Regions from separate parts of the Gossypium hirsutum genome. Here region 2 is linked to region 1. The links are chromatin contacts, called in public Hi-C maps. All regions are on one chromosome and are shown on one strand. Each heading gives the region's core, a stretch centred on a gene start, on an enhancer-like site or on the middle of the called end of the contact. The rest is flanking DNA. Distances are from core to core; before and after follow the strand shown.

Region 1 (6,856 bases), core at 1,426-3,925:
CAGTGGGCCACCCCCTTAACCATTTCTACATTATCAGTGACCTACTTGAATCTCCGATAGGAGATCTCGAGCAAGTTTTGTTATTTTAGTTTCTGTAGTTTTTTAGTTGTTGTTAGGGTGATCACTTGTTTGGCCGTTGGACGTTGGTCACCGATCCCGCTTCTCTCTTGGGCTTTGTTTTTGTATGCTAGATTCTGAACATTTTTTAAGTAGGATAAGGTATGGTCGCAATAATAATCCTTTCTGTCTTTTGACATGGAAGGATGTGGCCTCTAGTCTCATGGGACTTGATTTTCTAAGTACGTCAGGGCTTTGTTTCTACTGAGTCCCTTGATATTTCGGCTTTTTGTACATGTACTTAATCATATCTTCACCAAATGCTTTTCGGGGCCATTACTTAATGAAATTGGGAGACCAATATGGTATATGGGATCATACGTATTTATACGTCTCCTCTATATAAATGGTTCATTTTCTCTCCGTATGATTTGATTTCCTCTTTGCATCTCAATCTCATTTCCAAAAGGATTAATGGATACTCGTCTTTTAGCCTTTGGTGATGTTTTGTTGTCTACTTTCCTCCTATTTTCCGCTAAGATGTTCTAGTGGTTCAGATTTGAACCTTTTCTTTTTCTTTTTTCTTTTTTTTTTTTACGAAATGAAATGAATTTTGTATTTGTTCAAAAAAAGTAAGGAATTTAAATATTAAAATTTAATTTTGATCTAATATATAATGTTATACATGAATTTTAATTTTGTACGATTTCATATAAAAAATTTTGATTTGATTCAATTTTTATAAATTACTGATAACATTATCAAATTAGTACAATTTTATGTTGATATATTTAATACACAAATAATTATATTAATTCAATATGAAAATAAATGTACCTTTTTATTTATTTAAATAAGTATAATTAAATAAAATTTAAAATCAAAATTTTATGCATATATATAAATAATAATTTAAATTTAATATACATAATTACATCGCATATAAATCAAAATTCAAATTTAATGCATATAATTACATTAAATTCATGCTCCGTTTATATATAAAATTGACATTATTCCTACGACAACTTTGACATCATTTTAATCTTTTAACATTTTTTTTGGGCTTTGATATTGCTATTGAGATTGCTGATTGATACCAATAAAACCAATCAAATTAATTACTCAATTACCTTTATATTACTTGAATATAGAAAATCTCAACCCAATTAATTAGTTAAATCAAAATACAAAATTAAATAGTTGAATAGAAAACAATCCAATTAATTTTTTCAATAAAAAATTCCAATTTTTTAAAAATAAACAACCAAACTAATTAAATTATCCCATTAATTACGTAAATATAAAATTAAATACATGGACCCAATTTTATTATTAATTTTATAAACAAATCTTTAAAAGACCTGAAATTTAAAAAAAAAATTCAATACAACCCTAGAGAAAAACTAAATTTTGGTTAAATTAATTTAACTAAGTTTAAATTATGTTGGATTTATTCAAGCATTGATATATAAGATCCAATCAAATCAACTAAATTCTAGATTTGTTTATGAGCTGAATATGGACAAAATAGAGAGGTTTTAGACAAAAGTACGAAATCAAAATAATAGACTTAAAAAAAGTTAGACCTATTTAAAATATGAATTGAGTCTGGACTTCAGATTTAAGGACTGGGTTTAACCGACATGTTTTATTCTTTTATATTTTTATTTTGTTTTTATATTTGATATAATTTATATCACATAAAATTAAATAGAATATTATATAAAAATTAGAAAATTTATCAAGTTGTCTAAATTTAAAATTTTAATAAAAGAAGAACCATCTAAAATATTAAATTAAAAATTATATTTTAAAAGATAACACAGAGGATTTTAAAATCAGTGTTGGTTAATCATTTACAAATATGAGTAAAAGTAGTAAAATTTTAGGTAACTTGGACAAATATAAAGGGTATTGATATTACGTGTAAACTCCACTCAAGGTTAAAGTATTAGTAAGTTTATATTTTGGTCATTAAATTTCAAAAAAAATACAAAATAACCATTGAGCTATTAAAAAATTTTCATTTAAGTCACTGAACTGTTAAAATCACTATTGTATGACCTTCTTTATTCTCACTGTTTGCACTAATCGAAAGTTCTTATTCTCATTCTCTTCTACAATTCATTTTTTTTATTATGACATAGCTTTGAACATCACAAATAAGCAAACCAAAGTCCAAACAATTTTATTTTTCAATCTTCATCATTGACCGTCAGATCAACTTGAATCTAAAGTATGTTCTTCTTCTTTTCGATGAAAACTGATCTACTGTACTAATTGTCGACTAGTCACTTGGAGCTATGTTCTTCTACTTATTGATGAATGCTGATCTACTGTACCGATTGTTGAATAGTCGCTTAGAGCTAATTAATCGAACTTAAAAAAAAAACTTAATCGTCTAGTGACTTTAAAAAAACTTTCGAATAGTTTAGTGACTTAAAGAAAAACTTTCAAATAGTTTAGTGACTTAATAAAAACTTTCAAATACCTTAATGACTATTTTGTAACTTCTCAAGTTAAATGACCAAAATATAAATTTACTAATAATTTAGTGAGTTTAGTTATAATTTACCCTAATATTATATATAGACCCGTCAAATCGGACCGGAACGGACCCGGCCATGAACAACTCAACTGAATCCTAACCGGACATACCGGGTCAAAACTTGGAGCTTTGAGAATAGCGGACTGTCCTCCAATCCATCCTACACTCTTCTTCTTCGGTTCTTTCTTCTTCGTCATTTAAAATCTCAATTTATTAAAATCAAATCAGTTTCTTGTGCATTCAACACCGAAAACCCTAAAATTTCCAATGTCGGTATGTCGCTTTTATTTTTTATTTTTTAACCCTAATTCTTCGAAGCTTAATAACAGAGTTTCTTTCTTTTTTGGTCGATGATGATGCAGATCTTCGAGTACAATGGGAGCGCTCTGGTATCCATGGTAGGCAAGAACTGCTTGGCCATCGCTAGCGATCGTAGACTCGGAGTTCAACTCCAAACAATCGCCACTGATTTCCAAAGGATTTCTAAAATCCACGATCGTGTCTTTCTCGGTCTCTCTGGCCTTGCCACCGATGCTCAAACATTGTACCCTTTTTTTCCCCTTATTTGTTGCCTTTTATGATTTTGGTTTTTCACTTAATAAATAATTATCTTCTTTGTTTTTTTTTTTAAATTCAAGGTATCAAAGGCTTGTCTTTCGGCATAAGTTGTATCAGCTAAGAGAAGAGAGGGACATGAAACCTGAAACTTTTGCTAACCTTGTTTCTGCTCTTCTTTACGAGAAAAGGTTTGTTTAAAATCCTCACTTACTTATCTTTGGCTTTGTTCAATTGATGGAAGAAATGTGTAGCTTTAGTTTTGCTTTATACTGCAAAATATTAACTCTTGATTAGTTGGACATTCAAATTAATTAGAAAAAATACTAGGAGAGGATTGATTTCTTAAGGATAATGGGTCTATAAGATAAGAGTAGTTGAGAAATGGTAAATTATATCTGTTTTTTATGTATAGTACTTTCGAATTGTGTTACTAAGACTGGCTTTAAGTCTCGCGTCTAGATATGTGTTCAGCATATGTATGTTTAATTTTTTTTCTTAGTTTTTCCATGTATTGGAGGATCATATCCCGTACTCATCTGGATATATGTTGGACTTGAGTGTTAGACATGAGTGCTTCAAAAAAATTAAAGAGTTGGAGCAACAACGCTTTTGAATAATACTAGTTAAATGGCTAAAAGTAAACGTATTTCTTTTAAAAGAAATGGAGCTCAGGGGAGGAAAAGTTTATGGAGCACATGTCATGTGAAAAACCTTACATATGTCCTTGAAGGGAAATAACCTACTTAGCTTTTGAGAAGAAACTGAGCAATGAGCATCAAAGATAATATTGACTTTCTCTTTTCATAATTTCTTTTCTAGCCTTGAAATCTAAAAGATGGATTTCATCTTTTCCTAACAATTTCAAGCCCTTACTTTATGGTATGTCAACCTTGAAAGGAATAAGTTGGAAGTGTTAGATTTGAAGTAGGAATTGCAATTGAAAAGGGTGTCCTTTTTATGCGTGCAAGAGATAAGTTTTATGACATTTTTCCCCATAGGTTTGGTCCATACTTTTGCCAACCAGTAATTGCTGGATTGGGAGATGAAGACAAGCCTTTCATTTGCACCATGGATTCCATTGGAGCAAAGTAAGTTGATTTCATTCCCTTGTAATTTTTTAAATAAAGTTGTCTTAGTCGCTTGGAACATTCATATTTGTTTTACCTGTAGTATTTAACGAACATGAGACTTTGTCTTGTAAAATAACTGCTTGCAACTTTCCTTCGGTAGAGACAAGCTTTGCTGTTGAAAGTTCCTCTATGGAAATGAAAACTTTATTTAATATCTTAATCAGAAGTCAAAGAAAGAAGAACTTTTACTCCATGATAACAGATTGCCAGGTGGCCTGTGACATCTAAAAGAGAAAATCATAAATTTGAACACTGTTTAATAAATAAAAAAACACCCCTATTATCCCTGAAGCAGAAATCTGAGCACTTTTTAGTAAAAAAATCTTCTATTGCTCAAAACCCGTAACTCTGAAACCGATCAATAAAAGACTCCCATTATTCTTCCAACTCTGTTGTATACAACTCATTACAAATGATCCTTGATGCCTGGCAAACTAGGGGTGTGGGGTCTCAATCATAATTGCAGCTTGTTAACAAAATAAGGGCAAAACCTATACACATTCTTTACTTGCCTTCTCCTGCCACACATGATAAACTGGGAAAAACCTTCCCCTAGCCACCACCTCTATATAATTAATTTTCTTCTATAAAACTTGTGTGTGTGTGTGTGTTGATGTTAATGCTTTCAAGACAAATAAAGCTTAAATTTAAAAATATTCTTCATGTTTCTTTGCTTTTCACTTTTCAAGGAAACCTGAAATGTATATATCCATACTGATTGCATTAAAAGAAAATCTAAAGAAGTTTGTAGTCAGTGGCACTTTAAAATGGAATAGCAACAGGGTTTTGATTCAGACAACCATACGTTTGTAGATAGCTATTACCCTCTTCTCTTTTCTAACTTTCAAATTGGTTACTTCCAATTTCCAAATTGGACAGGTGCAGCTACCATTACTTAATTCCAATAACTTACCAAGCAGAAGAATTATCTGAGTTATTTCATAGTATTAAGTTTAGGACATGCATAGCATTAAGATCAATCTTTGCAATTTCCTTTTGATGCATTAAATTTTAAAAGGACAACCTCCGACATTATTATTCAAAATCTAAGGGATTTCTGGATGATCATAGGATAATTTGTCATGTGTCATCTCTTGTCATCTCTCTGTGAGATTTGATTTATACATGCATGTTAGCGTAGCCATATGAGCTTTATCATGTAATTAACTCGCTTTGATTTAATGTTTATTTTGGCACCAATGAGTTGGATTATTGACTGGCAAGATTGTTTTGAATCATGTGGGTTGAATTATTTTTCATATTTCAGTTGTTATGTTTGCTATCTTCTAAATGCAGGGAGCTTGCAAAAGATTTTGTTGTGGCTGGCACTGCCTCTGAGTCTCTTTACGGTGCCTGTGAGTCAATGTTCAAGGAGGACATGGTTGGTCATTTCATTTATTTTACTATGCTCAAATCAAAAAACAATCACAGTCGATTTGAATCCTTTTTAAGAAGCATAAAATCCGTTCCTTTTGTGCATGTAACCTAAAAGCTTAGACACGGTGCTTTCTTTTGGAGTAGATTATTTGGTCATTGTTAAAAGTGTTTTGTTACCTACTAAATTATTCATGCTTTATTGACTCAAATGTTTTCTTCTTATAAAGGAACCCGAGGAATTGTTTGAAATGGTTTCGCAAGCTCTCCTTTCATCAGTAGATCGTGACTGTCTTAGTGGTTGGGGAGGACATGTCTATGTCGTGTAAGCATTTCTGAACGATTTCCTTGTATAATATCTTAGCATTTTTTCCCCTAGGGTGATACTTGTTATAGGTTTGCCGAAGTGGATCTTGATTAAAACCATCGAAATTCTTGCCTTTCTCTTATAGAGAATGCAATATTCAGGGTTAAAGTATCTAGGCAGTAACATAGAATCGAGTGATTTAATCTTTATACACTTGATATTGAAGAAAGTAAGTAAAATTGATTAACACTATTAATAGAAAACTGTTAAATACATCAAATTCTAAATTATGATAATCTAGAATTGTAGATAGAATTAAAGCGGTAAAAGAATTTCTTTATATCAAGAGCATAAGTTTTGTCAGAGGTCAGAAGTGTACAATAGCATTTAAATGGTTTTTCGTTAACACAGTTATCAATTTTACTTGTCTGCACCAGTATTAGTGATGTACACGGGTTGGGCCAAGCGTATGCATGGTACCAGCAGCATAAATATCTGCTAGGCCCTCTGCTCAGTCTGAAATATAGGCATCAAACTTTGTCCCAATTAGCTCATATTTGTAAATGGTTAAACTCGAGCCCATTTAAGTCCTTTTTTTTCTAATTTTTCCAAACCTTTACAAATATTGGGTGACCCTTTGGACTTGAGCAGGTAGCTCGGCCCTAGGGTAGGTCTAACCAATATCAAACATTCAAAGATGAAGTTACTTGGTTTTATAGTAGGACCAAATTGCAAATTTAACTAAAATACAAAGATTATCTAGAAAATTTAACCTAATATATTGATGTCTGCAAATTTGCAGCACACCAACAGAAGTAGAGGAAAGAATCTTGAAGGGAAGGATGGATTGAGTGAAGCCAAGGGTTCTCAAGATTCTTG
Region 2 (6,856 bases), core at 2,301-4,800, 170 kb before region 1:
AGGAGACAAATTAAGTTTTGGCAATGCCTAGTCCACTTACCTGTCGGGGTTCTTTGCTCACTAACCGTACTTCTTTATATCCAACAAAAGGGCGAAAGATATCTATAATCTCAATCAAGGAATGTGAACCAACAGTTGGAAGCAATACACTAAAGTAAAAATACCGTATCATAAAAAGAATATATCAACATATCTTATCAAGCACTAAATTACATAGGATACGAGCTACTTCCCTCCTTGTGCTGTCAGGAGGAAATCCCTCAACATATAGAGTATTGGAAGCATCAGGAGGGAGAGGAACAGTATCTCGCCCTGGCCTTGCAATTGCATCCACTGGATGTTGACCACTATAACCGATATTATGACCATTTGGTGACAGATCTGGAGCAGCAGATCCAAGAAGACCCATCAGGGGAGGATCAGCTATTGGATGAACAGGCATTGCACCACCAACAGCCCTTCCTGACCCACCAAATGCACTAGCTTCTCCAGAAGTAAAAGAAGAAAGTTTCTTCAAAAGCAATTTAATGAATGCTTTAGAAAACAACAATGGAGATGCAAGGTGAAGTATAAATAAGCATGAGTAAAAGTCGAAGAAGGTACTGCACTCTGGAGATAACGATCATATGCTGATCCAATAGAGTTTGTATCCCTCACAGACAGATGTCCACCATGATCATCATCTCTTGCCAAATAACTAGGCATCTCAAGGGCTGAACGTGGTCCAAAGGGCGGAGCATCTGTTAAGTTGAAAATTGAATATTTATATGCAACTCTTTCCTAAAGCAGATAATATCTTTCACAAAACATGCAAAGTGAAACAAGCATTTTCTTAAATTGATTACAAACAAAATGGAATTTCACTTGTGCTTGCACTGCTGGTCTCAGGCTCACTCAAATGAAGGAGGGCTGCAGGGCACCTGTGATAGCCAGCAGGAAATCCCATCACATCTTTTGACATGAACCAAGATAAGAGAATTAACATTGGGGCATTCACTACTAAGCAATGTGCAGCTTCTTTGTGGCCAGGAGCAATGCTAAATGGGCATGGGGTTTTAGGCTGTTGCCCCTAAGCAACGTGCCACATCAACAACTGGATATGGTGTCAATTGAGTAAAAGATCCATTCCCCCCAAGATAAGGGACAGATAGGATTAAAGAAAGGCCAGACTTTAGCATAGGTTTAATATCTTGGAACACAAGGTCTCTTACATGTAATTATGTAGAGCTAGCAGAGGATTACAAGGAATATCCACATTTTTGCCTTCAAGAGACTAAACAGATAGATAAGAAAGTTAAATCTAATGGTGAGTGGGGTCACAAATTATATCATTTGGGTAGATATAGTAACTAGAAGTGGAGTAGGTATAGTTTAAGACCATCAGTTGGTTGTTGAAATTATAAGGACGGACAATGAGACATTTCTCATAAAACTCAAAAGTAAAAGCCAATGCTTTAAACATTACTGATACTTATGCACCACAAACTGACTAGAGAATGCTATTAAGTGGCAATTTTGGGAGGACTTTGATGAAGTGGTGCAAGGCTGATCCGTAGAAGAAAAGATTTTCATTGGAACATCTTCAACGGACATGCATGGGCAAGTCTTAGGGGTTTGAGAGTGTGCATGGCAGGTACAATTTTGGGATAGAAGCAAAGAGGAAGTATCATCCTAGGTTTTTTTAATCTTAAAGACTTGGTTTTAGCAAACACTTTACTCAGGAAAAGAGATTCCCATCTAATCACCTCGGTGGAAAGAATGCTAGTCAAATAGACTTTATTTTTCTTACTGATGTATAGAGTTGTTACATAGACTGTAAGGTGATACTGGAGGAGAGTATAGCTATGCAACATCAACTTCCAGTTTTAAGTTTTATTTTAGAAAGACATATAAGCAATTGAGACGTGTCCTAAACCCAGGATATGGAGGATTTTGGAAGGGAATGCACAATCATCTTTGGTGGCTAGATTAACCAAGGAGGCTAAATGGGAAGATAAAGTCAACCCTATTATGATGTGGAATAAGATGACTGATTGTATCACACTGGTAGCTGGTAGCTAAATAGGAACTTGGTGAATCTATGGGCATGATATCACAACGTAAGAACCATCATGGTGGAGTGCGGAAGTAAAGGTAGTTATTAAGGACAAATGATCTGACTATACAAAGTTAAGAAATTGTAGGGATAAAAAAAACTTTCAGAAATACAAGCTAGAAAAGAAAGGAGATCAAGAAGGCTGTAAAGGATGCTAGAGTGAGAGATATAAAAGTATTTTTTGATAAATTGGACCCATAAGATGGAGGGAACTGTATCTATAGGCTTTCCTCAGATGAGGGAGAAGAAGACTAGATACTTGGGAACCGGTATGTCTATTAAGGATAACAACCATATGGTCTTGGTGGAGGATGATAAGATTATCGAGAGATGGAAATATTTCATAAGCCTTCAATTATATTTACTCTCAAGACGTGGGTTATCAAAATATACCACTAGATGACCTAAAATGTGACTTTAAGGGTAAAATAAGATCTTTGAACCTTGAGATCAGAAACACCTTGCACTGGATGAAGATTGGAATCATGATCAGTCTAAATGCAATTCCTATCAGAGTTTGGAAATGCCTCTATGAGGTTGGGATTGGGTGGTTGAGGAACTTGTTTAACAAGAACTTGCCCCAGACGAAAACTGAAATGGTGATAGGCCAATATCCAATTCCTATCAAAGTTTGAAAACGCCTCAATGAGGTCGTGGTTGACTAACTTGTTTAGCAAGATTTGATAATGTAATAAGATGCCTAATGAGTACAGGAAGAGTATTTTAGGGTTTGATCCCCCAAATATATGGAAAAGCTTAAAAAATAATAATAAGCATACTGATTTTAGATGCATACTAAGAAACACTCAACCCGTGACTCCGAGTAACATGGGCATCCATTTTTCATTGTTAAAAAAATATCAATTTTGATTCGTGCTTAGATATAAATGTATCTAATTCAACAAAAAGAAACCTAACATCGAACTCCAATACTAAGTTCGAACATAATTCAACCAATATAACCGAAAATTTTCCACTTTTTTTTTTCTAAACTAATCTCAAAAGCAGCTAAAGCTAAAACAGAAATAAACAAAATTTTGGAAAACTAAACAAACAAAATGGCAACAGAAAAAGGATTTATAGCGGCAAAAAAAGAAGTTTACCGTAATCAGTACGTGGTCGTTTAAGCATCCCACCAGAAGAGAGCATCGGAGGATTTGGCTGTCGCCGATTCCAGTAACCATCTGCCATTTACTCTTTCTAAATTCCTTTACAAAAAAACAATTAAAATAATTTAATTTTTCTAAATTTCCCTTTACAAAAGGAGGAAAAAAGTGGAAAACCCAGAATCAAGGAAACCCTAACTCTAGCTATAAATATAATCTACTTCTATTCCTTTCATTTTTTTCTTTTTTTGCAAATCGGATTTCCTGCTCAGTTTCTGGTAACCAGTGAAAAGATTTCCTAACTCAGACGACTAGCAAGTCAGTATATACGTTCGGAAGTTTTCGGTGCAGTACCCTTCATAAATCTTTCCGGATGGATCACCACTAGAACGGATCATGGGTCAAGTAGGCTCCTTTTGGTAAAATATGCTCCAAGTCCTTGTTCTTTTCTACCTTTGATGTTTAGTCCCTCGACTTTTATTTCTAAAAATTTAGTCCCTATACTTTTCAGATTTCAAAATTCAAGTCTAATTTTTAACATTGTTAAAATTCTTTTATTAAATTCATTAGCGTGGCATTTAGAAATAAAGAAATACTCATTTAGTAATTATGCAACAACAACAAAAAAAAACTATAATAAACTTGAATTTAACAAAAGAATTTTAATGATGTTAACAATCTGACTTTTATTTTTAAATCTGAAAAGTAGAAAGACCAAATTCCTAAAAAATAAAAATAAAAAGACTAATTTTCAAATATATAAAAAGTACATCAACTTTAAGCACATTTTATTTTTATTTTTTTATAAAGTGGGTCAAGCGGGATTTAAAATGTATTAACTAGTGTTGGCGGATAATATTAAAATATTACTCTTAGATTAGTATTTATATATTTTTATAATTAAATTCAAATTATTATATAAATAGTAAACTTGTTTAATGGTTGGATTATCCATCTAAGCTCAAAGGCTTGCCTAACAAATGAAAAAGTTTGTACAAAAATATGATATCCAAAATTAAATGCGAGATCAATTAAGTTTGATTAGAAACTTTTTTGGATTTTTTAAAACCCTAAGTGATAATTTTGTTTGATTTTTCATACTAATTTAGGGTTTTGGGGTCTTAGACTTATTTTTTATAAGATAGGTTTTGTTGTATGATTTTTTTATATTATTTGGTAAAGTTTCAAATAAATTTTCATAAATATTCTTAAAAATAATTTTTAAATTAAATAAAAAATCAATACCATTAGTGTATTTTTGAAAAAATAAGTTTTTATATAGAATTCTTTATTTTTATTATTTTAAATATAAAAGATTTATTTTTACATCATAAATATTTTAAATTATTTATAAATTAAATAAAAATAAAAATCGGTTTGGATAATCGTAATTTTTAATGTGTATTTCAAAAAATCGTTCAAACACCTCAGTTTAGATCAATTTTTGATTTCTTTTGTTTTTCTTGCTCAATCCTATCGAAAGATAATAAGTTTATAACCATAAAAAAGAATTGAATTCTTTCATCACACAAATCAACCCTATCCAACATTGCTTTGAAATTGTATTTGAACTTTTTATCTTTGAGAGTATAATCATGTGCGACCTCCAAAACTAGTTTTATACCTCTTATCTTATTCCTTTAGATGGTTGGAAGTTCTTTAACTTAGAGCCATTGAGAATGACAGTAGTAGAGTCAAAGAGATACAACGCATGATGAGATCAATCCATTACTTGAGAAAGTTAAAAGTAACTCAAAACTCTCTTAATAAAACTCTATTCCAACTTGTCATAAACATTTTCTAGGTCGAGTTTAAAGTTTGTAGAGCCAATCTTTCCTTTTAAACACTTTAGAGAGTACGTATCTTCTTGGACAATAATGGCATTATCCAAAGTTTGTCCTCCCAATATGAAAGTTGGCCTAGTATGGAAATATGAGTTTTTGAAGAATTGGTCGCATCCTAGCAACTATAACTATAGAGATGATTTTGTAAGTCATATTGCATAAATCGGTTGATTAGAATTTGTTGATAAAGGTTGCATTTTTTGTTTTAGGAATGAGAACAATAATTGTGTCATTGAGTCCTTTAGAGAGTTGGGCACTAGAGAACACCTCTAGTGCCATCTTTATTACTTCATCTTTGTTGTTGGGCCAACACTTCTATAAGAAAGAATAGGTATAAGCCATTTACTCCTAACTCGTTAAACAAGTTGAATACCATAGAACTTTGTCTTTGTATACATCAATTATGGGTGCTTCTAGCCTAGGGCTTGATGACCCAAAGCGTTAAGGGTAGGGTATGTTATAGATGAGGTGGGATATTTAGTAAGTGATGAGATTATGGATATGCAAAATAGGTTCATAAAGTAATTGTGAACAATAGACTCAACCACTATTTTGTTTGGGATCTAATTGCCTTCTCGATCATTGAATCAAATTATTGTATTATGGCTATGCCACACTATAGTCATGAGGTGAAAGAATTTAGTATTGCGTTTGTTTTCACTATCCAGTTGACTCTAAACTTCAGGGCTAGCTTTTTCGTTTGTTTGAGGATGTTTGAGTATTCTACAACTATAAATCTCTAGAGGTCAAGTAGGGAGTCATTGGGGTATTCGACTAGGGCTCTCTTGATGGCCGACAATCTAGCAAGAAGTTGTTTCTTTTCTTAAACTTACCCTCAGTGTATTTTTGTCCCATTCATCTAGGTAAGATATGAATTCTTTGAAAATTTATAGGAGGTTGAAGGTATTTGATCCAAAACTTGTTGATAATGTCTTTGTAGCGATATGAGTTTCGTTAGTATAAAAAAAGTCAATTTTAAGATTGAATTTATTAAATCGGGCCATTTGAAATTTTAATCGATACAATTACAAAACAAGTACGAAACTAAAAAATATGGATATTAGTAATTAAATTATAAAGTAATCAAGGGATTGAATATTACAATAGTACAGGGTCTAGGTTGGAAGCTTATTAATGATGCGGTACAATGACCAAATTGTAATGTGATTAAATAGAGGAAATTAGGTGGGAACTAAATATGTCCCTAAAGAGATGATAAGCCATGGCCTAGGGTGCAATTTGACCATCGATAAAATTTGGATGGCAAATTAACTTGTTATAAATTTTGATTGTAACGCTCTAAAATATTTGTTTTGAACATTATGTTAAATGTCATTAAATTATTATTTAGCTTTGATGTAAAGAGGACACTAAAATTGGATTGCAGAAATTATCAAGTGGTATAGAATTTAATTGAGACGAATAAGGACTATTGAATATTTCTTTGATCAAAGACTTGGTTAGCAATTAACCAAACTATTTAGTGGCTAATTTACACATGAAGTGGTGAATGAGAATGATTTATCATATAAAAATCCTCCCAAATTGGTACCTATAGTTTTTTTTCTCATATTGGTACCTAAACTTTTATTTCTGTCAACTAAATTGATACTTGAGCCTAACGTCGTTAAGTTTAAGACATATGACAAAATAAGATTGTGACACATGGCATAAATGACGTCATGGTAATAATCTAAAAAAAAACTTTTTTCTTGTTTTGACTTTTCCTTCCCCCCCATTTTTTGTTGTTCCTTTTTTTCCCCTTCTTTCTTCTTCCCTCAACCCAAGTTTCTTCTTCTTGTTTGGCAGGT

Evidence for each region. Hi-C and Micro-C count contacts between places; a contact is called where the count stands out from the background.
Region 2: a Hi-C map of leaf shows a contact between it and region 1, with 2.0 times the contacts expected there. The contact joins the promoter of LOC107905234 here to the promoter of LOC121229051 in region 1. A contact is called at or near these places in 2 of 34 Hi-C or Micro-C datasets (both in leaf).

What each region holds. Positions count from the first base shown.
Region 1 is chrA05:30,813,611-30,820,466 of Gossypium_hirsutum_v2.1, reverse strand. LOC121229051 (proteasome subunit beta type-3-A) reads left to right here and starts at 2,675. Exons shown (of 8, transcript XR_005926484.1): 1 at 2,675-2,877; 2 at 2,971-3,152; 3 at 3,247-3,354; 4 at 4,165-4,254; 5 at 5,593-5,677; 6 at 5,901-5,995; 7 at 6,780-6,856.
Region 2 is chrA05:30,987,013-30,993,868 of Gossypium_hirsutum_v2.1, reverse strand. It overlaps LOC107905234 (RNA-binding protein 2), which reads right to left and starts at 3,550. Exons shown (of 8, transcript XR_005926486.1): 1 at 3,199-3,550; 2 at 609-740; 3 at 223-483; 4 at 41-102.